7 separate regions of the Mus musculus genome follow, and regions 1, 2, 3, 4, 6 and 7 are each linked to region 5. A link is a contact called in public ChIA-PET, HiChIP or PLAC-seq, capture Hi-C and promoter capture Hi-C data. All regions are on one chromosome and are shown on one strand. The core of a region is the stretch at or near the end of the contact, and the rest is flanking DNA. Distances in the headings are between cores, read along the strand shown. Region 1 holds the start of Cd320 (CD320 antigen). Region 2 holds the start of Akap8 (A kinase (PRKA) anchor protein 8). Region 3 holds the start of Adamts10 (a disintegrin-like and metallopeptidase (reprolysin type) with thrombospondin type 1 motif, 10). Region 4 holds the start of Angptl4 (angiopoietin-like 4). Region 5 holds the start of Cyp4f13 (cytochrome P450, family 4, subfamily f, polypeptide 13). Region 6 holds the start of Myo1f (myosin IF). Region 7 holds the start of Kank3 (KN motif and ankyrin repeat domains 3).

Region 1 (3,379 bases), core at 711-3,210, 900 kb after region 5:
TTATTAACTTTAACAGGGAGGACATTCCTTGAAGGAGGAATGTAATATACATAGTTATACAAACAAGCCTTAAGCTCTGCACTCATGGAGGCCTATGCCTGATGGCCGTGTCCCAGGGGCAGGTAGCACCCTACCAAGATCCTGATCCTCAAAAGTAGGATGATCTGGGGGGTGGGTATGGGGGACCTTTGGGATAGCATTGAAAATGTAAACGAGGAAAATACCTAATTTAAAAAAAAAATGGGAATGGGTGGGGGGAGGGGGGGACTTTTGGGATAGCATTGGAAATGTAATTGAGGAAAATACATAATAAAAAAAAAAAAAGAGGAAAAAAAAATGTAGGATGATCCCCACCCTCCCCTGGGCTGTCTTACTTACCTCTGTCTGCATCCCTCTCTGCCTGAATACCATTGCCTTCTCCAGAAATTGGTGAGGCTTACACAGTACACTCCAAAAGTAGTCATAACCTCTAACATTTACGGTGGTAGAGAGGCCATCCATCCACAAGCAGCACCATTTGTGTGAAAGTCTGGACTTCTATGTAGCCTTCTGGTCTACATTCTGGGAAACTTAGCCATTTGAAGGTTAGTGACTTGCCTTCCAGCCTTGTTGGGAGGTAGTGTCATAGATTCTTTTTTTTTTTTTTTTTTTTTTTTTCTTTTTGGTTTTTCGAGACAGGGTTTCTCTGTGTAGCCCTGCTGTCCTGGAACTCACTTTGTAGACCAGGCTGGCCTTGAACTCAGAAATCCACCTGCCTCTGCCTCCCGAGTGCTGGGATTAAAGGCATGCGCCTCCACGCCCGGCCAGTGTCGTGGAATCTTAAGGTAGAGCTATGGAAAACGTAATGTGAAGAATAAAACACTAAGCTGGTACATGACTATATCCCCAATACTTCGGAGGCCAAAGCAAGAGAGAGGATCACTAGTTTCAGGCCAGCTTGGGTTACCTCAGACCAGCAGAAACCACAACATCACTAGCCACATTGGATAAGCTGACTCAATGCATTCAACTGTGGAAGTGGGATGAGAAAACCCAAGGCTGCCAATCTGTATCAATTACAATTAATACAATTGTAGTATCAATCTACCAGGCCCATGTTAGAATAAATGTTTCTCAAGTGTGTGAGAACTAGAAGTTAATGAGGTTGGGATGGGAACCAAGGAGATGGTCAGTCCAGGTTCGAAGCCAGTAACTGTTCACTCATTTGATCATTCCATCATTCCCTCACTATTTTCGCCATTCATCAAAGGAAACCAACATCCTGGTTCGCCTGCAGCTGGCATTCTAGGGGGCAATCAAGACAATAAAGCTAAAATAAGTAAAATCCTTAGGTGGCACAAAGGAGGGACCTGCTGGGGAGTGTTCACAGGGTGTGGCTGCCATATTCATTGGGACCATTGGGCAGTGATATTTGCAGTAGGCTACATGTGAAGTTTAGGTCAAAATTGCTAAGTTCATTTATATCCCTAGAAGGTTTATTTTTATTTTTGGTTTTTTGAGACAGGGTTTCTCTTTGTAGCCCCCGGTGTCCTGGAACTTACTCGGTAGACCAGGCTGGCCTGGAACTCAGAAATCTGCCTGTCTTTGCCTCCCAAGTGCTGGGATTTAAGGCGTACACCACCACTGTTCAGCAGAAGTTTATTATTTCAAGTTAATGTGGTTATTTTCATGGAACTGGGGATTAAACCTAGAGCCTCCTGAATACTACTAGGCAAGTGCTCTACTACTGAACTACTCCCCGAATTCCTGTTTTTTATTCTGAGGTAGGGTCTCCTTTAATAGCCTAGGTTGGCTTTGTTCTTCCTCAGCCTGTAGAATATCTGGGAGTTACAGGCCTAGGTCACCAAACACATTAGGTTTTACTGCTAGGAAGAAGCCAGGAGGAGCCCTAAAATCAAAGTACCCTTGTATTCGGGTACTTACGGTCGCAGGCTTGCTTGCGCCACTCCCCCCTGCCTTTGTGTGCGCGTGCGCGAGAATCAGCGCGTCCTTCTGACTGAGCGGCTGCGGCTGGAGCGGAGCAGTTCGGCTAGCTGTTGGATGGCGCGGGGCGGAGCTGGGCGGGCAGTGGCCCTGGGCCTGGTGCTGCGGCTCCTCTTTGGTCTCAGAACAGGCCTAGAGGCCGCTCCGGCTCCGGCCCATACCCGGGTCCAAGTCTCCGGTGAGTGAACCCCCGTTTCTACACCGCTTTTGATCCCGCCTCCACGCGCTGGCATCGCCTCACTATTGGCTGCGCCGCCCATCGGTCGTTGACACTCCCCCAGCACGCGTGTTTGGCTTTAGCGTGGGTAGAGTGGAGAGAATCGGCCCTCTGTGCGTGCAGAGGGGACCGCCACATGGGTGCCTTCTCCTGTGTTCTGCTCAGCTTCCTCCCTTATTCCTGCGCTGTCCCTAAGTCACCTCCAAGCCGTCCTTCAGCTCAATGTGGGCTGGAAGGCTTTTGTTTCTGATTTTGACCTCTCACCACGCAGGGCTGGTCACCCGGTACCTTCTTGCAGCAGGTATGCCTTCCCGAAACCTTCAGCCCTGAGGCTGCAGTTCTGTGGCTGTTCTTTCAGCACCCAGAGCTTCAGTTTTTCCTTGTATTCCTGCCTCAGAGAATGGAAGGAAGAGCCCTGGAGTGTATTTCCCCTGTGAACCCCAATCTTGGCCAGGAACCTGTCCCGGGCAGGACGAGGAGGCCCGATTGTGACCACTGGCCACTACTGACCATCCACTCTGTATGAGAATAGGTCTTAACTGTTTCAAGGTTTTTTTGGTTTGTTTGTTTTTGTTTCTGTTTTTAGGTTTTTATTATGTTTTGATTTTTTTTTTTTTTTTCCAAACAGGGTCTCACTTTATAGCTCTGGCTGTCTGCAACTTGCTATATAGACTAGGCTGGGCTTGAACTCCTAGAGATCCACCTCCCAAGTACTGGGATTAAAGGCAGGCACTAGTTCCCCTTTTTTTGAGACAGGGACTTACTATATAACACAGGCTGGACTGCTGTTTTCAACTTGTGCCTTAGGCTCCCCAGCACAGGGATTATTAGGTATGGACCATTGTATTTGGCTGTTTATGGATCTGTACCCATAAACTACCCCTCCTCCCACTTTCGGCTGTTTTGTAGCTCCAAGCAGTCTTCTTGTTCCAGCATCCCAGGAGCTGGACTTACTATTGAGCAACATTAAGTCTGGCCTTAGTATTCCTCTTTTACAGATGAGGACATAGACTGGGAGGAGGAATCATGGGTCATCCTGACTCCTGTCTGATTAATTGCCCCCAAGAGGTATAGGGTCTGCTCTGCTCTGGGCCCATTCCAAGAAAATACAGAGTCAGGAAGAGAAGGTCTGAGTTGGCAGGACTGTGAGTTGTTAGGCATGGAGAGGAGGCTATGCTG
Region 2 (3,344 bases), core at 391-2,890, 630 kb before region 5:
GCAACCACATGGTGGCTCACAACCATCCCTAACGAAATCTGATGCCCTCTTCTGGAATGTCTGAAAACAGCTACAGTGTACTTACATATAATAAATAAATCTTAAAAAAAAAAGATTCTTTTTCTTCTTCTTCTTCTTCTTCTTTTTTTTTTTTTTTTTTTTGGTTTTTTGAGACAGGGTTTCTCTGTAGCCCTAGCTGTCCTGGAACTCACTTTGTAGACCAGGCTGGCCTCAAACTCAGAAATCTGCCTGCTTCTGCCTCCCAAGTGCTTGGATTAAAGGCATTCGCCACCACGCCCGGCTAAAAAAATTCTTAGTTAAAAAAACAAAAAAACCAGGAAGGCTGCAAATACCCTAACTGTATCTGTAAAATTATTGGCTGGTAGAAAGTGGGAGTCACCATGAAGTTCCCTAGACCAAAGAAGTATAGCAGGGTTGTGACAGGTATCTATCTGGTGGAAAGGCTAAGAATGGAAGACATAGATCTAGGATCCCAAAGGCAAAGAGCACTAGGCTGATACCCAAGCACACGTGTTCATCACACCTCAGGCCTCTCTGGCAAGTCCAATTCTAGGGATCTTGTTACTCTGCTGCCTCTCAAGATCCCTTCCTTAGCCGCCAGAAGCCACTAACCACTCCCTGTGCCCACTTCCAACCCCATTCCACATGTTCCAACTATCTCCTGCGGGTAAATCTCCGTACAGAGTCAAGGCCTCCCAGGAGATTAAAAGCAGATAGCTCGAGAACCGACGCCTAATTACGAAAAGTTGCTGACATTTAGGTTAGGAAAGGCAACGTTCCCGCTTCCGCAGACCCCCGTAATGTTACAGTCCAGAATCCCAGCCCCTCAGGCAGCACACCTCCCACGAGCACCTCACGCCGCGTACACTGCAGAGACCCAGCCAGGTTTTCCCAAAAAGCTGCACCGGGTGTAGCCGCAGTGCACAGCTGGGCCGATCGCGCGCTGCCCGTAAGCCTTCAGAAAAGCGAGCCCGGGGACACGAGCTCTCAAGGACGACCTGCGGAGGATGAGCTGAGACTCTCTCCTCGCTACGGCCGCCGCAACCCAGCCGGACCTCAACCCCCTCCACCCCCCGCTTCCTCAGCGTTCGCTTTAGCCCCGCCCCTGGAGCCGCCATTTTGTGGCGTCTTCGGAAGAGAAGGCGGGACTGAGACCGCTCGGGTCCTGGGGTCCCGCAGCGATGAGAGCCACTCGGCTTGCACAGTGAAAGCGGTCCAGAACGCATCCAGAAACCGGCCACAGCGTCGGCCTTCGCGCCTCATCCGCACCCCCCGCCCCGAGTCCTACCGGCCAATCCACGCGCGGCGCTTCGGGAACGATTGCGCAGAGGCCCAATAAGGGAAGCGCGCGCGTCCGGGACAACTCCACACAGAACCGGGCTGCGGCAAGTGCGTTCCGGCTGCAGGCTAAGCCCGAATACCACATGCGCCAGGGTCTCCCGTGGTGAAGAAGAGCCCACACTAACCTCCGTAGCCTTGCTCCATGTCTGCGACGCGACCCGCCAGCAGATCCTTGTCTTAGATTCGCTCAGAACGCATGCGTTCAACGTGCTGTCTGCTACTGGAAGACGAAGAGCGTACGTCTCTTTCTGGGCGCTACCATTGGTTGCTCAAATGGGCCCGCCCCCGCCGATCCGCCCAGCCTTCCGGGTTGCAAATCTACAGCATCTCGGGAGTTGTGCCTCAAGGGTAAGCTAGTGCGCAAGAGCGTCCAGGTCCGCGCACGCGTGAGCGGTTCTAGCGCGTTTACCCGCGCGCAGGCGCACTTCTAGGGGCCCGCCCTCACCACAGCACAAACGAAGACCTCAGATGGGAAAGCACTTTATTAGGCTGGACTTCCAGCCTCGGCCACGGGAGCCCTGCCGGGTAAGGGTTATGGACCCCCACCGCCCTCCTCGTCGTCTTCCATGTCGAGGCCCGGGATCCCGCGGATCTGACACTGCAGCGCTCCGCCCAGCAAGGGTACAGGGCTCTCCTCCTCTTCTGGTGGTGGCGGAGGTGGCGGTGTTGTAGTCCCTGGGGCGGGCTCCAGGGGCACGGGGGGCTGTGCCGGCACGCCCTCTGTGAGCTCTGTCGCTTCGCTTGGTGCCCCTTCATCCAGAGCGCCAGCCTCCACCTCGTCTTGTTCCTTTTCCTCCTCTGGGTTGTCAGTGAAAGGATTCTCGCCCTGTAGAGATGGATAGAGACTTTAATGGGAGGTAGGAATCACTGGGATAGAATGGGGACCAGGCTCACACAAAGGTCAGGACTAGGACAGTGCTTTCGCCTTTGCCTCACCTTCAGATATCGCTCCAGCTTCTTGCTAATGAGCTTGTTGTTGAGAATACTGCGGGCCACCATAAGCGAGGACTTCTTGGACTGCTCCATCATAAGCTATGGGCAGGGCAGACAGGGCTGGTGAGGCTGCTCTAGGAATCCAACAAACCCAGCTGAGGTTCAGATTCACCAATAACTAGTCCTAGTGTCTGTAAGTGACCTTGGGCGTAATTCCAGTCAGTCTGGACAGGCATGCAAGGAACTAGGATTCGATCTGATCACCCACACCTTATTTGCTGTTTGAAACCTGATCTGCTTACATAGAAACTATAGTAAGTACTGGACTTAGTGGCACAGGCCATGTAACTCCAGGACATTAAAGTGGAAGGCCTACCTGGACTACAGAGTTTAACGGTTTACATGGTTTGACTATGTCTCAGAAAATAAAAGACGGCTGGGAGCTAGAGAGATGGCTCAGCGTAAAGGACTTGTTAGTATTTCAAAGACTCAGGTTCATTTTCTGCCACCTACAAGGTGGCTGACAACAATCTCTAATCTAGTTCCCAGGAATATGAAGCCCTCTTCTGGTTACCACAGGCACCAGGCATGTGAATAGTGAGCATATGTGCAGGCAAAACATACAAGAAAATAAAAAATAAAAAAATAAAACGTAAAAAGGGGGAGGGGGCCAGCTGGAGATAATATAATAATTTGATGATAGAGTGCTTTCTTAGTATTCTTAAAGCCTTAGTTAGGTTCAATCCCCATATATATACACACACACCAGATGTAATAAAACTTATTAAAAGTAAAACGTAGGGCTGGGCTTGGTGGCCCATATCGTTAATCCCAGCACTTGGGCGGCTGAGGTAGGAGGGCAGATCTTCCTGAGTTCAAAGCCAGCCTGGTCTCAGAGCAAGTTCCAGGACACAGAAAAACCTTCACTGCCACCCCCCTCCCCTCAATTCCAGTGACAACAAAAAAAGTAAAATGTAAAAACAATAAAGGGTCTGGCAAGATGACTCTGGGTAAAAGCACAGCTTGGCAAATTGAACCCAATTCTAAGG
Region 3 (3,456 bases), core at 240-2,739, 580 kb after region 5:
CTAAGATTTACTTATTAATTGAGGAATGAGGTTTCAAAGCTGGTAAGTAGCAGGACCTGGAATCTAGTTTGAAGCCACCCAGCTCCAAATGGTCCTGAAAATCTTCTCACGGTGAGTGTGGAAGCCATCCCTAGACTGGGGACAGGTGGCTGGAGCCACAGCAGAAGTACAACCTGAGAAAGCAAAGGCAGGTGCCTCAGGCCAAGGGGCCCAAGGGGCAGTTCGGTTAGTGGAGGCCAGGGGTGGGTATGGGTTCTAGGGATTGCAGTATGTAAAAGTTAACAGCCCCTCTGGTCTGGCAGGGTGTCCAGAGAAGTTGGGTCCGGGCAGGAGGGTTCGGGCACCATAGGAATTTTTCGTACAGTGCATGAGCCCTTAACATGCCATTTCCAAGTTCAAGACTAAGTTCAACGTAGAGACAGAGAACTACCTGTATCCCTAGCTGAACTCAGAACAGAGGGAATGTTTGTGGTTGAAACTCTCCTGCTCCCTCCCACAACCACCCCTCTTCCTCCCCTGCTCCCTACAAAGGCTGTCATTACCCCATTTCTAAGGATAAGAAAACCTAGAATCAGAGTCGGTCAAGGCCAAGGCCAAAGCCCACTGTGGGGGCCAATCTTGGAATTCTGAGACCAGGGGTAATGGTGTAGAACACTCCCACAATCAGGCCTGGATTGAAGCTGGTTGGAATCCCAGCTTTGCTCCACTGCACTGGTCATCTCCTGCATGTACAAACTCCTCGTAGATTTAAACACTGTGTCCCAAAGATGATCATGACGCCCCCCTGGCTGGACTTAGTTTTCACATCTGTAAAATGGAACTGACTAGGTCCTCTTCACTGCTAGAGAGTTAAAGCAAGTGAACTCAAAAGCAGAGCCAAAGCAGATCAAAGCCCCCGGACCGGAGCTTTGTGAAGGCTGGGACCCAACTCAGATTTATTCACTCAGCCTCGGGCACCATGCCTGGCACACGGAGAGGCGCCCAATAAATGTTTGCTTGAGCAAGGACCAGCCCTCAATAAATAACAGCTGTTGTTGACTCGGCTAACGGAGGCAAGGCACTGGGCTCTCCCCTTGTCTCAACCCCCTCGCTAGCCCCCAACTCAATTTTGCCCCTTTCTCCAGGACCCCCATCTCCTCCACCTCTTTCTATTCAAACTTTCCTCCCTCACAATTTCCCGCCTAACCCCTCCTTTCCGTCCTCCCCCCCATCCCCCTACTGTGTGCGTCCACTCCTCCCCCACTCTCCACCTCTGTCCCTTCACACCCCCTGCCTTCTTCTATCTCCGCCCCCAGCCTCCCCTCTCCCGTACCCCCCCCCCCAACCTTCTCCAACTCCCATCCCAAATTCCTCCTCAGCATCTCCACCCACACGGGCGCCCTTCGCGAGGCGGGGTAATCCGGGCTCCGGGGTCCTTGGCTTGGGTCCAGCCTGAGGCCCTGGGCGGCGGCGGCGGCGGAAGCAGCAGCAGCGGCGGGCGGGGTTTGGGTTTTTTTTTTTGGTTTTTCTTTTTTTTTAATAACCCTGGCAGGCTGCTCAGGAAGTGAGTGCCTTCCCGCGCCCCCTCCCCCGGCCACGCCACCGGGCGCTTGCTCCCTCCCTTCCTGTGCGCCGGGCGGTGAGTCTGTGCGTCTACAGCGGACCGAAGGCTCCAGGCACGCAGGTACTGGCGATCTGGGGACCCAGTTGGGCGGCGCAGTCACCGGAATGCAGTGATTATAAGTGACTTTGTGTGTCTCGGGGACAAGATGTGCTGGACGGATCCCGTTGTGCGAGTGCTGTGTTGGTGCCGAATGTCCCTAAGTGTTGCAGATACAGACTGCCTGTTTGGGTTGGCTCAGGTTTGGGGCGGGGGTCGAGGTCAGCCACGTATCCAAATGGTTGTGCTTCTGCGGATTGTATGACCTTATGGCTTTCAGCATCTGGGAGCGACTGTGTGGGCAGACTGTTGAGGTGTGTTGAGTGTTTGCCTAAGTGAGGGTAAGAAAAATGCCTCTCGTGCATGTAAATGCCAAGTGTGTCTGTCTCTGAATATTTGCGTTTCTCAGGAGTGTTATTAGTGGAAATGCCTGCATGCATATGTGTCTGAGTTTGTAGAATTTCTTAGTTCCCCCTGCTATGAATGTGTAAACTTGTGCATGTGTGTGTGTTAACTTTCTGTGTTAAATGAGCGTGTATAGGCTGCTAGGCTTGTGGCTTGTCTTGGACTGTGTAACTGTGCACATAGGCCTGTTTGTCTGGGTTTATGGGCTGTCTGGGTGTCCATGTGGAAATATGTGTTTCTGTATACATAGGTGTGGAGGTATGTAGTTGTGTGTGTTTGGGTTTAGTGAACCAGGCCTTCCTGCTATTCAAGTGTGGGTTGCCCTATAGAGTGTGATTGTGTTTGTTTGTGTGTCTGCCTGTGAGAGTGGAGCTGGGGCTGCTACTTCCCCTCAGATGGTCATCTATGCCACAGAACTCTGAAGCAAGGAGCCTCCCTACCAGGGGGAGACACACTTTAATTAACAGCTGGTTGGTGGTAATGGGAGTGGTGACCTGTGCAGCCCCTCCCCTTAGGCCTCCCCTCTGGCTGGTCCTTTTGTCTGTGTGCTCACAGCAGCCAGGCCAGATGTGCAGCGCCTGGAGGAAGCCTGCTGCCTCAGGCTGATGGCTGCCTATGCCTGGCCAAAGAAGCTCTGTCCTCCACTGAGAAGCCTCCACCTCTTTAGCTGGGTTTCCCGCACAGCCTACAAAAGTCTAGGTGTGGAGTGCTGGTCCCTATAGGATCCCCAGGATGTGATGGAGCCACACACATTCCCGGGAGGCTTTTCCCTCTTCCAGCACTTGTGCCCTTCCCCCAGGCTAGTGGCCTCCCTGCAGCCTGCCAGAGGAGGGGCCTGGGGGACAGGGGCCAAGCCTAGGTACACACACACACACACACACACACACACACACACACACACACACACACACACACAGGAGAGACAGAGACAGACAGATACATATACACACCCATAGTGTCATCTTGTGCCCAGCCAAACATGCGACTCCTCTCAATTGTAACTCATCCTCAGATTGGCTTTGTCTGCCCCAGACCTACTGACTTGTTTGTGGTCTCTCCTGTAGCCCCATCTTGGTATCATTCCTACCAGTAGCTGTTACCCTGTGGGCAGGTGTGGCCACCCCATCAGTCACTCACCCAGTAGAATCCTTTTACCCTGCCTCCAGTTTTACCCCATCTGAGCCAGAACCACTAGGTAGCCTGTGCAGTTAGTTATTGGGAGGGGGAACTCAAGAATAGAAGATTGTGATGGCTTGACTTGGGGGTGGGGGGTGGGGTGGGAGGAGCTAAGCACCAGAATCAGGTTCTACTCCTGCCTGGTAGGATTAGAATGAAAGGTCAGAGGTTGGGAGGCTGGGTCTCCTGCCATTGCATCGAGACCCTGCTACCTTGAGTGAAAATGGGATATTTAA
Region 4 (3,723 bases), core at 559-3,058, 830 kb after region 5:
ACTTTCACCTAGTTGGCTGTGGAGAGCCACAGATGTCAAGAAGGGTGAACGAATAGGCATGAACTCAGGGTTGGAACTGGGAGCCTCTGACTCTGTGCCCCCCATCCCCCACCCGCCCATCCCGCACTGCGTAGCTCCACACACACTTCAATTTGAAACAAAGTATTGGGCATGGACATCCACAATCTAAGACCTAGAAATTGTGATCGAAACTGTTATGTATATATGTGTATGTGACTGGATGGAAGCATACAGGACAAAGGATCTGTATCTGTAAGATGTAAGAGGATGTGTCTAGTCTAGGAGCCGGGGTGGGGGTGTGCTTACTCTGGTTTTCCCTTTTATAGTTACATCAAGAGATGTTGGAGGGTTCCAAACCTCGGGAACGCACACACATCCACACACAGCCCTGGATTCCTTTGCATGATGTCCCTGAGCTACACCACCATCTCCCAGAACCCCTGAAACTTTAGCTCCTTATGATCTGCCTTCCTCTACTTGTTCTGGTTAACGGCTAATAAGATTTTGGGAAGATTCTTGCTGGGAAAGAATGGTGGGGTGGTCTGGCCAAGCAGGATCATAAGTGAAGAGGGTGCAATATATAAAAATACCCTTGATGAGAGCCTAGTGAGCCCACAGGAACCCAAGGCCAGAATCTCTTTCTTTCCTATTAAGGTGGACCTGACAAGAAGGCTAAGGATTGGAATGGCAAGTGGGGTGGTTGGGGAGTTGCCAGATGACAGCAAAGACCAGAGATACTCACTGTGTAAGTGGGTGGCGTTGGGAGTCAAGCCAATGAGCTGGGTCATCTTGGGAAGCCTCTTTCCCCTCGAAGTCTTGTCTACTCCATTGTCTAGGTGCGTGGGGGCCAAGAGGTCTATCTAAGACCGGGCAGGAAACGGGTGGTTAGATCTTTTGACTCATGCCATAACAACTGCTTAGCCACATTTCATCACTACATTTCACCCCCACTTTGTTTCCTCTTTCCCATTTGGGCCAATTGCTGGGGTAATTACCTGGCTCTGAAGATTCTGTATTCTCAGATTCTGCTTTGATAGGTATCTCTGCTGCTGGGCCACCTTCTGGAACAATTGCTGGATCTTGCTGTTTTGAGCCTTGAGCTGAGTCTGAAGATATGCAAGGCTAGTGAAGACCTGGCTTTATGTCGGCAACCTCCTCTTATTCACCCTCCCTTCTACCCTTTCACAGTCTGCTCTGAGGCCCTTCTCCACCCAGGTCCTGGAGTACTAGACTCGTTAGTCTAAGTAGAGTCAGAGTCCTAGTAGATGCGCCTACCTGCAAACTCTGCAGAGTCTCAGGAGTCTGGCCTTCAGGGACTCTATCCTCGGAGTCTTTGAAGGGTGCATCTTTTCCCTTGGGCCCCTGACAAGCGTTACCACAGGCAGCCATGCGGCGCTCCAGCGCGCCCAGCTGCCCACGGGTGCGCTCCACGTGTTCGCGCAGCCCATGGCCGAGCTGTAGCAGCCCGTGAGCCAGCAAGTTCATCTCGTCCCAGGATGCAAAGCGCGGTGGCTCTGGCTGTGCAGGGCGCCCTTGCGCGCTCAAAAGCCCCGCAGTAGCCGCGCATAGCACCAGGGCAGCGCCTGCTGTCGGAGCGCAGCGCATGATTCTGGGGGTGGCCTTGGGTGCAGCAACGCTAGGACTCCGGAACGCAGGAGTTCAAGACCCAGCAGCTGGAGTTCTGGGGGAGCCGGCTCAGACTTAGACTTGCTCTGGTGCAGAAGAAGATCTGGAGCCCGTAGCTCATAAGCGTTTCACGGTTGCACCTAAAGCCCCACTTTATAAAGCGGGTGTGGGAGTGGGAGGGAGAGCATTGGAGGCGGGGCCCGGGGGCGGAGCGAGTGGCCAAGTTTTAGGGTGCAATGCCACAGGCTTTGTAGTTACGAGTGTGTGTGTGTGGCGTGTGTGTGTGTGTGTGTGTGTGTGTGTGTGTGTGTGTGTATGAAGAGTTCTTGGGGATGGCTGCTTCGCCTTCCTTGCGACCTAATAAGCGACGTGACTGTCTGTGCACTGCATGGTTCATCCTAAGGCCGGAAATTCCCAGCCCTAGCCCGCATCCCAGCCCGGTTCAATGGAGGAAAGGGCGTACAAATCAGGACGTAGATGCCTTCTTTTTTTTTTTTCCCCTTCCCGCTACGTGGATGCCTTCTTGACTGACCCCTTCTCAAGTCAAAAGCAAAGTAGGGCAGAGTTACGTGGCAGAAAGTTCTCTCCCTGGTAGGCTGAGTTCAGATGGCAAGTGGGGGATTACAGAACCTTGCTCTCTGCCTCTTAGAGGCTTCCTGAGATCTTTAATCCACAGACCAGGCGGAACCCCTGCCCCCACTCTCACTTCCACCACCTTTCTGGCTCCCACGCTCTTTCCAGCTCAAGCATTCGTCATTGCAGATGTGTTTGTGAGGATCACTAACACCCTTGTTCAATTAGTCACCTCTTCCTGGCCAAATAGTCAATAGCTGGGATTTCTGTCTACATTGTAGAGATTGCAACCCTAGGCTTCCTCCTGTTGCCTGTCCTCCACCACCAGGGGTCTTGGTGTCCAGGAATTTACCTGCGTTAAAGGAGGATCAGTGTCTGAGGACAGACCTGTCATCCCAGCTCTTGGGGCATGGAGCAGAAGAGTGTGGAATTCATCTTGAGCTACACAAGTGAGTTTAAGAGAGCCTGGGCTACTCTGAGCCAGGTCTCCAAACAACAACAGCAACAACAAAACTGGTGGCACGCACCTGTAAACCCATCACGCAGGACACAGGGGAATAGTACAAGCTACAAGCTAGCCTGCTCTACATAGTAAGTTACAGACCAGTCAACGCTGAAACAGCAAGACCTTGTTTCAAAACAAAACAAAAACAATTCATAGTTATGCATACTTTAACTCCCAGCACTGCAGAGCAAGAAGCAATTGGAGGAAGCTCTGTGAGTTTGAGGTCAGCCTGGTCTACATAGTGAAGTTCCAGGCCATCCAGGAAGAAGACCTTGTCACAAAACAACAACAACAACAACTAAAAAAGCCAGGAGGAACTGGAAATCTATCTTACCAGTTAAGAGCATTTACATCTTTTGCAGGGGATCTAAGTCCAACAGCTCACAGTCACCTATAATTCCAGCTCCAGGAGCTATGGTGACTTTGACCTCCTCAGGCACTCACACACATGCACACAATTTAAAACAGTCATTTAAACATTTAAAAAGCAGGCTGGAGAGATGGTTCAGCAGTTAAGAGTACTGACTGCTCTTCCAAAGGTCCTGAGTTAATTCCCAGCAACCACATGGTGGCTTACAACCATCTGTAATAGGATCTGATACCCTCTTCCGGTGTGTCTGAAGACAGCTACAATGTACTCATATAAATAAAATAAATACATCTTTTTTAAAAAAAATTTAAAAAGCAAACAATCTAGAGAACATCAGCAAAGATTTCCCTTCCACACCCATCCATTCATTCACTCATTCCATACAGCCTAGATCCTGTACTGAGTTTTTTAGTTTGTGTATAAATCCTACCTTTGAGCAGGGGAGAGGGACAAGGCAGAGACAAAAGAGGACTGGGGTGGGGCAGACAGCTTTCCTTGTTTATGCTGCCTGGTTAAGTTTTTATTCAACAAGTTTGCATTGGTGTTCCTTTTTCTGACAGTTCCCCTGAAGCCTGGCACAGAAAACCTGTCTGACAAGAAGACCCTTAGGGCAAATTGACTGAAAAAC
Region 5 (3,823 bases), core at 843-3,342:
TGATTGGGGTCATGATGACAAGATGTGGACTTGGGATGATTAATTTTGATTGTACATATGATAAGGTCTGGGATTAAGAGGCAACCCTCAAGATGAGTCTGAGAGAAGATCTTGAGTAGGTGGCACTTTCTGACCAGATACAAAAAAGTTTGAGGAAAAAAAAAGTGTTGCTGGCCCCTCTGGCCTTTTGTTTCTTGCACATAACTGCATCTATCTAATTTTTTGGGGGGTGGACAGAGTCTCTGAGATGTAACCTGACTGTCCTGAAATTCACTCTACAGACCAGGCTGACCTTGAACTCAGAGAGCCACCTGCCTCTGCATCCTGAATGAATTATTCAGCCCATCTTTAATGACATTAATTTCTGCTTCTTTGGCCTTCCATTGTGACCTGGGGATCAGAATTTTCTGTGGAACTTCCAGTCCTTTGAGCATCCAACCGGGCTTGCTGAGGCATCCAGTCTCATAGCCTGGGTAACTACTGTGCTCTCTCCAGGGCACAGATAGCCACTGTTGAACTATTCAGGCCCTGTTGATTGTAAGCCACTCTAACAAATTGTGTGTGTGTGTGTGTCGCACATGTGTGCACATATTATTGGTTTGTTCTACAGAGCTCTACCTGATCAGGAAGGTTGGCAGGAAGCAGCAGGACTGTGATGTAGAGAGGAAAGGGGTCCTGAGAGGACTTGGAATGACAAACGTGAATACAGATTTTGGGAGGAAAAGGGGCTATGGGAGAAAGCAGCGTTTGAATCGATGGTATTGGAGGTGAAACCCTTTTAGGTGACACTGAAATGTTAAGTGTGACTCTGGCAGTAGGGAACCAGTGCAGCATGGAGCAAGGGGCACTAGGAATGAGGCCAGTGGAAGTGTAACCACAACTGGAGAGGCCAGAAGGGTCCCTGGTGAAAAAGAACAGTCAGACTGGGATGCAGCCCAGCGGCCAAGAGCTTGCTTCAACTCAGTACCATAAACAAAACCAAAAAGCTCAACTACTGCTCAAATTGGAAAATAGAGTCCACTGATGGTTCTTGAGAGTGAAGAGCAAGATAAGAAAGCATCAGGCCCCGAGGAGTTTAAGGGAAGAGATACTACTCACATCTCTCTCTGCCCATCGGGTACAGACACTAGCCCAAGGACAAGGATGGACTAGGCAGGGGCCAGATCTTGGCATGATGCACTGAAGCCTCAAACTCTTCGGTGGAAACTGAGTGGACTGGGGCTGTCCCTGCTCTGTGCTGCCCATCCTGGGAGCAGTTTTGCATTAACGAGGGGAAGAGACCTCAGATCATGAGTTTTGATCATAATGTGACCTAAAGCAGGCTGGGAGCAAGGAAGGGAGGAAAGGAGAAAGGCTCGGATCCTGGAGAGGCAAGGCAAGAGTGGACTGGCTGCTGGGGCGGAGAGGTCTCCCTATGTCTCCCCTCACTTCTCTACTGTCCTGTGTTCCAAACCTCTCCTGACCCAAGTGCCACAGTATCTTTCCAAACACGTTGGAAACACATCTACCCAGAGACCTACCTACTGCCACACTCACCAAGGCCAAGTGACCCCAGAACCAGCTCGGTTTAGGGGGCTGAGGGAAGCAACGAAGGCGACTGCAGTTGTCATAGAAGGCATAGATCCAGGCCAGAATTCGGGCTAGAATCCAAGATGCCCCTCCCAGCAGCAGTAGATGCCACGGAGAGGCAGTCAGGGACCCCATTCCCAGCCAGGACAGACATAGCTGTAGCATCCTGCAGGGCAAATAGGCAGAAGGTGAAATTCTGAGGCTCCGGAGAAGGGTGGGGACAGGCCCGTTTACTAGATAGGAATATAGCTAGCGATATAGACTGGGAGGACTTGGGGGCAGCGCAGGAAGAAGAATGAACATTGAGAGAGAAGAGGAAGAACACAACAGGCAGGACTGTTAGCATTCTAGAGGGCCTCAGCCTGAAGAATAAACTACGGGCGCAATTTCCAGGAGACCAAAAGTCTCCAAGGTCAGCTCCCTACAGCCATTCCAGCTGTGGGCAGAGCTCTCCCTGTTCTGAGCCAGAACTCGCCTTGTTGCCTTCCACCCCGGCACCTTCTCTCACGAGCAGCGAATCTTCCACAACTTCCTGTCTTCTCTGAAAACATTTTGTCCCGGAAGCTGTATGGGAAGTTCAGCTGGGCTGAACCAACCAATCCCTCCAACCCTCAGCCCAACCTCCAAGCCTGGGCAGGCAGCCAAGGCCAGTGGGGGCGGGTCCAACCTTAAAGGGATGGAACTAGACTGAGAGTCATAGGCTTAGGTGGGGCATCCTCAGCGTTTAACCTTTCTGCCTGAACCAGAGACAAAGGAGTTACAAAGGAGATTCCAAGTTTAGGAGTGCACCTGCCCTCCAAGGGCTAAGGGGTGGCAGATAAATCTCTCTAGCTCCTCTGCATAGTTGTCTGGGTAACAGCATGCAGAACTGTGAGGCTCTGAAATGCATTTCCTCTCCTCTCCCCACGCCCAACAGCTGCACAGCCTGGCAGAGATCGATTTCTTCCTTCTTGAACCCTAGGTTCTAGGTGGACCAATAATTGCAACCCTGCTGGAACCCACTGGGTCAGAGAGTGTAGGTTAAGCTCATGTGAGGCTGAAGCTCAGAGATCTGAGGGAACAGCTAAAAGGGGCCGTGAGCAGAGGGGACACAGGCTGAAGGTCAGATCTGGGCGTGGGCTGATGTCATAGATATGCGTTAAATATTGGGGGTCAGGAAACTTCTATTTTATTTTATTTTGCTGGTCATGTTTTGTTCTATCCTAGGTGGCTGGACTATCCAGCCTCTGTCTCCTGACCCTCCAGCAGTGCCAGGCATGGGTTTCCTCTCATGGTGTGGATCTGAAGTTGGACCAGTAATAAATTGGCAACTTCCCCGAGTTCCTTCTGTGCCACCTAGCCCAACACATCTTGCAGGTAAGACAAATTGTGGACTGAGGGTTTTGTGGCTGGCTTGGTATCCTAAGCAATGAACTGGAAGCCTTGCCCGGTTATTGAAAATGGGCTGGTTCAGGCTAGGAGTTTTATGCTAGGAGTTTTCAGTAGGGTTGGCCTCCTGGAAGTTTCCATTGTACTAGGTTTCTACCTCACCCCCAAAGTGCCTCCCATTCTAGTCATTTCTCCTCACCCCAAAAATGCCCTACCCCCATCTCCCAGTTCTCCCAGTATTTTCTCCCACCCCCACCTATTCCTTCCTGTTCTATCTGTCCCAGTCCACCCTTGGAATCTATTTTATTTCTCCTTCCCAGAGAGACCCATCTGTACCACTTTGAGCCATCTTTAGCATCTCTGGGTGTGGACTGTAGCGCAGTTATCCTTTGCAGCTAATATCCTCTTAGAAGTGAGTATGTACCATGTTGGCCTTTCTGGGAAAGAGATATCTCGACCGAGAAAGTGTTTCCATCAGGATACCTGTAGGGAAGTCCATAGAGCATTTTCTTGATTAATGGCTGATGTGGAAGGGCCCAGCCCACTGTGCCTGGTGCCATCCCTGGGCAGGTGAGTCCTCAAGTGTACATGAAAGCAGACTGAGGAAGCTAGTGAGCAGCACGCCTCCGTGGCCTCTCTTCAGTTCCTGCCTTGAGCTCCTGTCCTGACTTTCCTCAGTGATGGAGTGTGAACTGAGCTATAAACTGACATTAAGCCTTCCCTCCCTGTGGCACTATTGATTACTGTGCTTTGGAGCAGCAATAGAAGCCCTAAGGCAGTGGTGCATGACTACAATCCCAGCACGTAGGAGATGGAGATAGGAGGATAAGATGCTCAAAGTTAAGGGCCAGCTAGATGTCTCAGCCGGTAAAAGTGCGTATCATCA
Region 6 (3,590 bases), core at 177-2,676, 610 kb after region 5:
AGAGACATTCCCAGTCTCTGTGGCATGGACCAAAGATGGATTAGAACACAGGTCCCTGTTAGGCTCTCACCAGTCTGGTTTGGTCTTAGCCACCTCCCCAGTGGGTAACATGAGGAGGTGACAACTTCTAGGAACTGTCATTTCCTCCATGTCAACAGAAGACTCATTTGTGATCTGGTCTTCCAAAGACCAAGTACTGAGCTAACGTATGGTAGGCCCTACATGTGCTGGCTGCTGCTGATAGAGCCAAGTCAGGAAAACAGCAAGGCTGTAAGTGTGAAAACCCAGATTGGGCCAGGAATGGTGTGTACATCTTTGGGCCCCACAATCCAGAGGCAGGAGGATCTCTGAGTTTGAGACCAAATTTGCTACTTACAAACTCCAGACAAGTCAAAATTATACAGTGGAAACCCTATCTCAAAAACAAAAACCACAACAATATCCAGATTTGGGGTGGAGTGACAGTGGGAGGTGCTTGCTGGATAGAAGGCTCAACTGGATAGAAGATTACTTCCTGTAATTTCAGAGGACCACAGTTCAATTCCAAGCACCCATATCAGGTGGTTAACAGATGTAAACTCCCAGAGATCCAGTGCCTCCTGGGTTCCAAAGGTCTCGGTCTCTGTCTCTGTCTCTCTGTCTCTGTCTCTGTTTCTCTCTGTGTCTCTCTCTTTCTCTTTCTCTCTCTCTCTCTCTCTCTCTCTCTCTCTCTCTCTCTCTCTCTCTCTCTCTCAAGGCCAATAGCTCACTTTTCACAACAAGCATCAGGGCATGAGTTTGAATCCCCAGACCCCACATAAAGCCAGATAAAGGTAACAAATATCTGAGACATGGAGATAGGAGGTGGAGACAAGAGAATCCAGGAAGCTTGCAGACTAGCCTGATTTCCACAGTAGGAAAACAACAGTGATGCCTATTTCAAGGAGAAGGGTGAGAACTGGCACTCACCTAAGGTTGTCTTCTGACCTCCCTCCACACATTCATATGCACCCATATAGAAACGCACACAAAGAGAAATACAGACATTAAAGGGAAATAAGTCTTGTGGTGTCTTCTACTCCAGTTAAACTTCCCTTACTAACAGACCTGGCTTTGGAGGAACAGTCTACAGGGAGGACCATAAAGGGTTTCCATGGGAACTCTGAGCAGACACACATCTGAAATGGTACTTCCTTCCCCTGATTCTGAAGAGAACTAAGCGGCCAGTCCTGCAGTCAGCTGATTTGGGTGCTTTTTGCTGTAACTCTTTTCTTGAGGTAGATGATGGATAAAGGACTTTCTCTAGTCTGGCAGTGACTGCCCGCCAACTTTGACCTATCCCTTCAGGGTAAGCTCCAAACGGTTCCCTCAGCCCTGTCATTGCTGCTAGAGCTCAGAGCACTGTCCCCGCCCTCAGCTTCCCTCCCCTGTGGTCATGAGCCCTCCCGCAAAGGAAGTAAAAGAGGGGCTGTTACAAGAGGAACTAGGGCCAAGAGCCTGTGAAGGAGGAGAGCCATGCCAGAGCCACCCCCTAGAACCCTCTGAGCCTGCACCCCTGTCATTACCCACAGGAGCCTACATACCATCCCTCACCATGGTAAGTTGTTCAAGGTGGGATCTGGGAGTGGTAACCTGGTAGCACCCTCAAAACTTGGGGCAATGGTTATGAGAACCACAGAGCCTTCAGAGACAGAGTTCCATAGGACAGCACAGAGCACCCCATGTCCCTCACCAAGAATCAAGCTCCAATCTGCATCTGCCAGGCTGGGTATGAGGACCAATACTGCAACATAAATAGGAAAGAAAGTGTCCCTGAAGGAATTACACAGTCGTCAGGAAGAGAACATGTCCCTTTTCAGGGGCTTAGAGAACTAGGTTATCAACTCATCTCAGAACTAGTCTTCCCCTGCAGTTTGAAACAAGCTCTTCCCTCTCTTAGCCTCTGTTTCTAGAACTCTTATTTAGAAGTTGGTCTGGAGAAAGGAGTGTTTGAGGGGTGTAGGGCTTTTCTTGGGAACATTCATCAGAGGGATCTGTAGGTTTGGCCACTCTCATGGGGTGGGATAACAGTGCAAGTGATCCTAGGTGGTTTGACTATAACAATCACAGGGGCAGATGATAGCTCAGTGCGGGTGCTTGGCTAGTGTGCTCAAGATCCTGGGTATCATCTCTAGCACTGAAAATAAGTCATCATCATCCTCATTTAACTTCCAGGACCAGTTAATTTTACTAAGGAGGAGTTGGAGATGTGGGTGTGCGGCAGAAGATAGCAAAGGATGAAAAGGAGGGGGAAGAGAGAGCTAGGAGAAGAAAAGGAAAAATAGGAATGGAGATAAGGAATAGAAAGAAGAGGAGAGGGAGGGGATGGGGGTTTTCATAGGGGAAACCAAGAAAGGGGATAACATTTGAAATGTAAATAAAGAAAATACCTAATGAAAGAAAGAAAGGAAGGAAGGAAGGAAGGAAGGAAGGAAGGAAGGAAGGAAGGAAGGAAGGAAGAAAAAAAGAGGAGGAGATGGAGGACTAGGTGGAGAAAGGATAGAGGAAAGGTATACAAAGGAGAGACCGTTCTCCCTACTACCCAAGGATGGCAGTGGAGACGCTGCAGACAGAGATGTCACTACAAGTTCAAGTTGAAGTCTGTTGATGATGAGAAGGCTGGAGAATGATCAGCACCATGCATGGGTCTAGACTTAGCAGCATCATGGCACATACAATAAAAGCCAGTAGTGATTACACAAATCACCCCATGGCTCCACAAACCCACAGTTCACTTCAGCTTTCAATTTTTGTCATTCTGTCAATGAGAACAAGGGCATGTTCTTAGGAAAAGAATAGTTGTTGGGGTTCTTGGAGGTTATAGCAAACAGGACTGGAGTGGAGGCAGGGAGGTGAGGTGAAAGAGACCATTTTTTTAGAAAGCCAGTGAGAGCTGGGGCTGAGTCTGGGCTCTGGGTAGAATGCTTACTGTCATACACATAGCCTTAGGTTCCATTCTGAGCATCACATAAACTGGGCATGGTACTGTACACCTGTTGTCCCAGAACTTGGGAAGTGGATGCAGAAGTTCAAAGTCCTCCATGACTAGAGCAAATTTAAGGCCAGCCTGTGCTACATGAAGCCCTTTCTTTTAAAAGGAGGAGGAGGAGGAGGAGAAGGAGGAGGAGGAGGAGGAGGAGGAGGAGGAAAGAAAAGGAGGAGGAAAGAAAAAGAGGAAGAAAGAGAAAGAAAGAAAGAAAGAAAGAAAGAAAGAAAGAAAGAAAGAAAGAAAGAAAAAGAAAGAGAAAGAAAGAAAGAAAGAAAGAAAGAAAGAAAGAAAGAAAGAAAGAAAGAAAGAAAGAAAGAAAGAAAGAAAGAGGGAGGGAGGAAGAAAGGAAGAAAGCGAACGAGAAAGAGAAAAACAGGAAGAGATTTGCTACTTGAAAGGAAGGAAAACCCCTCCTAGGCTGCCAACACTGAAATGCTTAGTCAACAGGCTGCTCAGCAGACAGATGTGAGAGGGGAGAAATACATCAAGTGAACAATGCTAAACACTGAGAATCATGAGTTGGAGGCCAGCATGAACTACCTAGCAAGACCTTGTCTCCATAAAACCAAAATAGGAGCAAGCT
Region 7 (3,471 bases), core at 838-3,337, 860 kb after region 5:
CTCCCTGGTATCCCGCCAACTTATTTCTTGCTGACATATCTAGTTCAAGGTCCCAGTGAGGGAGTTTTATACTTCTTATCTTTGCCTGGAGTATCCTCCTTTTAAGTGTCACCTTGAAAGCTGCCTTCCACAACGTTTCCCCTAAACCCTAAATTCTCCATTCAGTACAGATGAGGGTCTTGCATCTCTTTTTCAGAGTACTCATTACTCCTTCACAGAACCTTGGCTTGAACAAGGCGCAGAGATCTCAGTGATTCCCTTGCCTGACACAAAATCAGCTAGTTATGTTAGGAGGAAAAAACAAACAAGCAAATTGTAGTAGCTTTTGATCAGATCATAACTCCAAATGGGTTAAAGTTAAATGTTTAAATGTACTTTTTTTTTTTTTTTTTTTTCGAGACAGGGTTTCTCTGTGTAGCCCTGGTTGTCCTGGAACTCACTCTGTAGACCAGGCTGGCCTCGAACTCAGAAATCCACCTGCCTCTGCTTTTTTTGTTGTTGTTGTTAAATGTACTTTTAAAACTTTTTTTTTTTTCTTTCTTCTAGACAGAGTTTCTCTGTATAGCTCAGGCTGTCCTGGAACTCAGAAATCCACCTGCCTCTGCTTTTTCTGTTGTTGTTGTTGTTAAATGTACTTTTAAAACTTTTTTTTTTTCTTTCTTCTAGACAGGGTTTCTCTGTATAGCACTGGCTGTCCTGGAACTCACTCTGTGGTCCAGGCTGGTCTCAAACTCAGAAATCTGCCTGTCTCTGCCTCCCAAGTGCTGGGATTAAAGGTGTGCACCACCACTGCCCAGCTAAAAAGTTTTATTGATATATGGTATGTATGTGCATAGGTTGATGTATATAGCACACTATGGAGATCTGAAGACAACTTGTAGGAGTTGGGTCTTTCTTTGCATTACATGGTCCTAGGGATGAAACACAGATCGTCAAGTTTGGCAGCAAGAACCTTTACATGCTAAGTCATCTCACTGACCTTCACAAATGTAATTTTAATTTATTTCTGTGACAATTTTTTGATCTATAATCTCAGTATGTTTATAAGTACACCTGTATGTGTCTATTATATTTACATTATTTTCATCTGTCTATCTGTCTCTGTCTGTCTGTCTTCCTACCTATCTATTGTGATAGGTGCGCTAGACAAGTTCTGTACCATTGAGTTAGATATCTCCAGTAGAGCAGACATTTATTAAGTAACTAGTGTATGCCTGAGGCAGTGGATAAAAAGTTTCCTGATCCTAAAATGTCTAGTAGGGGTGATGATAGTAACCTTGCCTTTCTACTAATGAAAATTGCTATTTAGTTAATAAACCATTGCTATGGCAATGATAATGACTAGGGAAAGGCTGTGCTAAGGATTCTGTTTGTTTTTTGTTTTGTTTTCTTGTGGCACATAGATTTCAGGGGCACATAGATTGAACACTTAGAAATATAGGAAAGTATCACATATAGATAATATTTCTTTTTTTTTTTTTTTTTTTTTAAAGATTTATTTATTTATTATATGTAAGTACACTGTAGCTGTCTTCAGACACTCCAGAAGAGGGCATCAGATCTTGTTACAGATGGTTGTGAGCCACCATGTGGTTGCTGGGATTTGAACTCCGGACCTTCGGAAGAGCAGTCGGGTGCTCTTACCCACTGAGCCATCTCACCAGCCCCCAGATAATATTTCTTAAAGTGGCACAATATATGCAAAGTTCCTGCGGTGGACAAGATCCAGGCTCTTACGACTTCAACAAGACAGTAGGAATTAAACTCGTTATATAAATCCCATTAGAATAGTTTGCTTAGATTTTTCCTGTAGCTCCCTACTGTCCTGTGAATGAAACCTCTTTTCTTACTCCTGAACCAGGCAGGATTTAGAGGTAGCTGGCTGAGCAGCATCCCACTGCCCTGCTCTGATCTTCTCAGATTCTACTGTAGGCCCGCCCTCAGGCGGGTCCCCACCCTGCCCCCGCCCAGATGGCTCACTCTGTCTTACAATTGGATAGTTCGGTTAGATTCGTGCTCTGGTTGGCTGAAAAAGCCGTCAGTTAGGGGTGAAAGCCTTGATAACCCGTGCGGAGCTTCGAGGGGGCGGGCTCGGGTGCGGTGCGGGCGCTGCCGGGGCTTCTCATTCAGGTAAAGTCAACCACGCGAGTCCTGGAGGGGAACAGTGGACCCAAGTGTCCGGGAGGGGTGTGATGCTTTTAGCCCCCTTCTATGGGTTCTGTGCGTTGCAACGGGGTGGGCGCCGTGTCCTGTAATGGTGACCATTTGGACATTGGGAGCCTCAGGTGGTTTAAAGCCGACCGGAGAGGGGGGACCCTAGATTATTAGGCAGATCGCCACCACATGGCCATCCAGGACCTAACCAGAGGAACTTGTGCGCATTTTAGTCTCCTAGATGCCTTAGGGGACCCTTCCCCAGAGTTGGCTTGAAGACCTGGGAATGGGTTTCTTGCAGTGGGGTGGAGTGGGCGGATGGTACGGAAACGGTGTTGGAGGGAGGAACGGATGTCCCCCACTCCCCGGACCTACTGACAATAGCAGCGGATGGAACCGCCCAGCGGTTTTTCCTGTAGGAAACTGCCCTGTCTTTTCTAAGCGGACTTGGTTCTGTATGTTTGGGGAGGTGTGTGTGTGTGTGTGTGTGTGTGATGATTCAAGGACCCCTTGTCCTGCCATCATCTAGCTCTTTCCCCCATCCTGCGTTTGAGAATCCTATCCCAACATGAAGGGCTCCCACCTAGAGCCTTATCAGTAAGACATAACTTCTTCAGGACCTCGGGTATGCATGCTCTGTGTCCTGTCCTTCAGGTTTCCTGATGACAGCTCTCCTGATCACAGCTCTCTAGACTGATCGCAGCTCTGTGTCCCGAAATAGTCCCAGGGCTGGGTGTGGGGGCGTGTGGCTTCAGCTCTGACAGCCTAATGAGGGGGTCTCAGGCAGGGGATCCGGATTTAACTTTGATAGCCAGGCAGTGTGGGAGATATGAGGGCAGCTACACGCCCTACTCCGGGAGGCATTGGCTTGTGTAGCAGTCTAATGTTGGCTTGCCCCACCACACTCCTTACTCCCAAGGCTGGAACTGACAGCTGTGAGCTGGGAGGGTGATATGTGGCCTGGGTTCCCTGCAGTTTCTAGGGGAGCAAAAGGGAATCTTTCCAAAAGCGCCTATTATCCTAGTTACCTGAGAGGTCCAGGTAGGATGATTAAAAGTTGAAGGCGCCGGGCGTGGTGGCGCATGCCTTTAATCCCAGCACAGGCAGAGGCAGGCAGATTTCTGAGTTCGAGGGCAGCCTGGTCTACAAAGTGAGTTCCAGGACAGCCAGGGCTATAAAGAGAAACGCTGTCTCGAAGAAAAAAAAAAAAAAAAGAAAAGAAAGTTGAAGGCCTGCCTGAGAGCTGCAGAGTGAGTTCAACGCCTGTTTAAACAATTGAGTAAAGGGGTCAGTGAGATGGATTGGCCAGTAAAGGTA

What was found. Promoter capture Hi-C pulls out the DNA fragments that hold promoters and counts their contacts. ChIA-PET counts read pairs in DNA pulled down with a chosen protein or histone mark. HiChIP or PLAC-seq counts read pairs in DNA pulled down with a chosen protein or histone mark. Capture Hi-C pulls out chosen DNA fragments and counts their contacts.
Region 1: a contact with region 5 is called in an H3K27ac HiChIP or PLAC-seq map of large pre-B cells, with 4 times the contacts expected there. The contact joins the promoter of Cd320 here to the promoter of Cyp4f13 in region 5. A contact is called at or near these places in 3 of 115 datasets of contacts at active chromatin or transcription factors (large pre-B cells, pancreatic cancer cells and stem cell-derived neural progenitor cells).
Region 2: a contact with region 5 is called in an RNA polymerase II ChIA-PET map of memory CD8 T cells, with 7 read pairs. The contact joins the promoter of Akap8 here to the promoter of Cyp4f13 in region 5. A contact is called at or near these places in 1 of 39 promoter capture datasets (embryonic stem cells), 2 of 115 datasets of contacts at active chromatin or transcription factors (memory CD8 T cells and pancreatic cancer cells) and 1 of 9 other capture datasets (adipose tissue).
Region 3: a capture Hi-C map of macrophages shows a contact between it and region 5, with 3 times the contacts expected there. The contact joins the promoter of Adamts10 here to the promoter of Cyp4f13 in region 5. A contact is called at or near these places in 4 of 39 promoter capture datasets (the 3T3-L1 cell line, 3T3-L1-derived adipocytes, frontonasal cranial neural crest and 1 more), 1 of 484 Hi-C or Micro-C datasets (CD4 T cells), 6 of 115 datasets of contacts at active chromatin or transcription factors (the 230-238 cell line, astrocytes, embryonic midbrain and 3 more) and 2 of 9 other capture datasets (adipose tissue and macrophages).
Region 4: a contact with region 5 is called in a promoter capture Hi-C map of embryonic stem cells. The contact joins the promoter of Angptl4 here to the promoter of Cyp4f13 in region 5. A contact is called at or near these places in 2 of 39 promoter capture datasets (embryonic stem cells and liver), 3 of 115 datasets of contacts at active chromatin or transcription factors (astrocytes, embryonic forebrain and pancreatic cancer cells) and 1 of 9 other capture datasets (liver).
Region 6: an H3K27ac HiChIP or PLAC-seq map of bone marrow-derived dendritic cells shows a contact between it and region 5, with 5 times the contacts expected there. The contact joins the promoter of Myo1f here to the promoter of Cyp4f13 in region 5. A contact is called at or near these places in 1 of 39 promoter capture datasets (embryonic stem cells), 1 of 484 Hi-C or Micro-C datasets (double positive thymocytes) and 4 of 115 datasets of contacts at active chromatin or transcription factors (T-cell acute lymphoblastic leukemia, astrocytes, bone marrow-derived dendritic cells and 1 more).
Region 7: a promoter capture Hi-C map of embryonic stem cells shows a contact between it and region 5, with 2.3 times the contacts expected there. The contact joins the promoter of Kank3 here to the promoter of Cyp4f13 in region 5. A contact is called at or near these places in 1 of 39 promoter capture datasets (embryonic stem cells), 1 of 484 Hi-C or Micro-C datasets (the G1E-ER4 cell line) and 3 of 115 datasets of contacts at active chromatin or transcription factors (embryonic forebrain, embryonic stem cells and pancreatic cancer cells).

Annotation. Positions count from the first base shown.
Region 1 is chr17:33,841,131-33,844,509 of GRCm38.p6, forward strand. It overlaps Cd320 (CD320 antigen), which reads left to right and starts at 1,961. Exons shown (of 5, transcript NM_019421.3): 1 at 1,961-2,161. The coding sequence starts at 2,041.
Region 2 is chr17:32,319,598-32,322,941 of GRCm38.p6, forward strand. Akap8 (A kinase (PRKA) anchor protein 8) reads right to left here and starts at 1,641. Exons shown (of 14, transcript NM_019774.5): 1 at 1,488-1,641. The coding sequence starts at 1,506. Akap8l (A kinase (PRKA) anchor protein 8-like) reads right to left here. Exons shown (of 14, transcript NM_017476.2): 13 at 2,299-2,394; 14 at 1,827-2,188. The coding sequence ends at 1,895.
Region 3 is chr17:33,522,596-33,526,051 of GRCm38.p6, forward strand. It overlaps Adamts10 (a disintegrin-like and metallopeptidase (reprolysin type) with thrombospondin type 1 motif, 10), which reads left to right and starts at 1,490. Exons shown (of 25, transcript NM_172619.4): 1 at 1,490-1,663.
Region 4 is chr17:33,779,767-33,783,489 of GRCm38.p6, forward strand. Angptl4 (angiopoietin-like 4) reads right to left here and starts at 1,809. Exons shown (of 7, transcript NM_020581.2): 1 at 1,297-1,809; 2 at 1,017-1,127; 3 at 764-881. The coding sequence starts at 1,626.
Region 5 is chr17:32,945,269-32,949,091 of GRCm38.p6, forward strand. Cyp4f13 (cytochrome P450, family 4, subfamily f, polypeptide 13) reads right to left here and starts at 2,093. Exons shown (of 13, transcript NM_130882.1): 1 at 2,045-2,093; 2 at 1,537-1,735. The coding sequence starts at 1,734.
Region 6 is chr17:33,554,281-33,557,870 of GRCm38.p6, forward strand. Myo1f (myosin IF) reads left to right here and starts at 1,427. Exons shown (of 28, transcript NM_053214.2): 1 at 1,427-1,576. The coding sequence starts at 1,574.
Region 7 is chr17:33,808,436-33,811,906 of GRCm38.p6, forward strand. Kank3 (KN motif and ankyrin repeat domains 3) reads left to right here and starts at 2,088. Exons shown (of 11, transcript NM_030697.3): 1 at 2,088-2,130.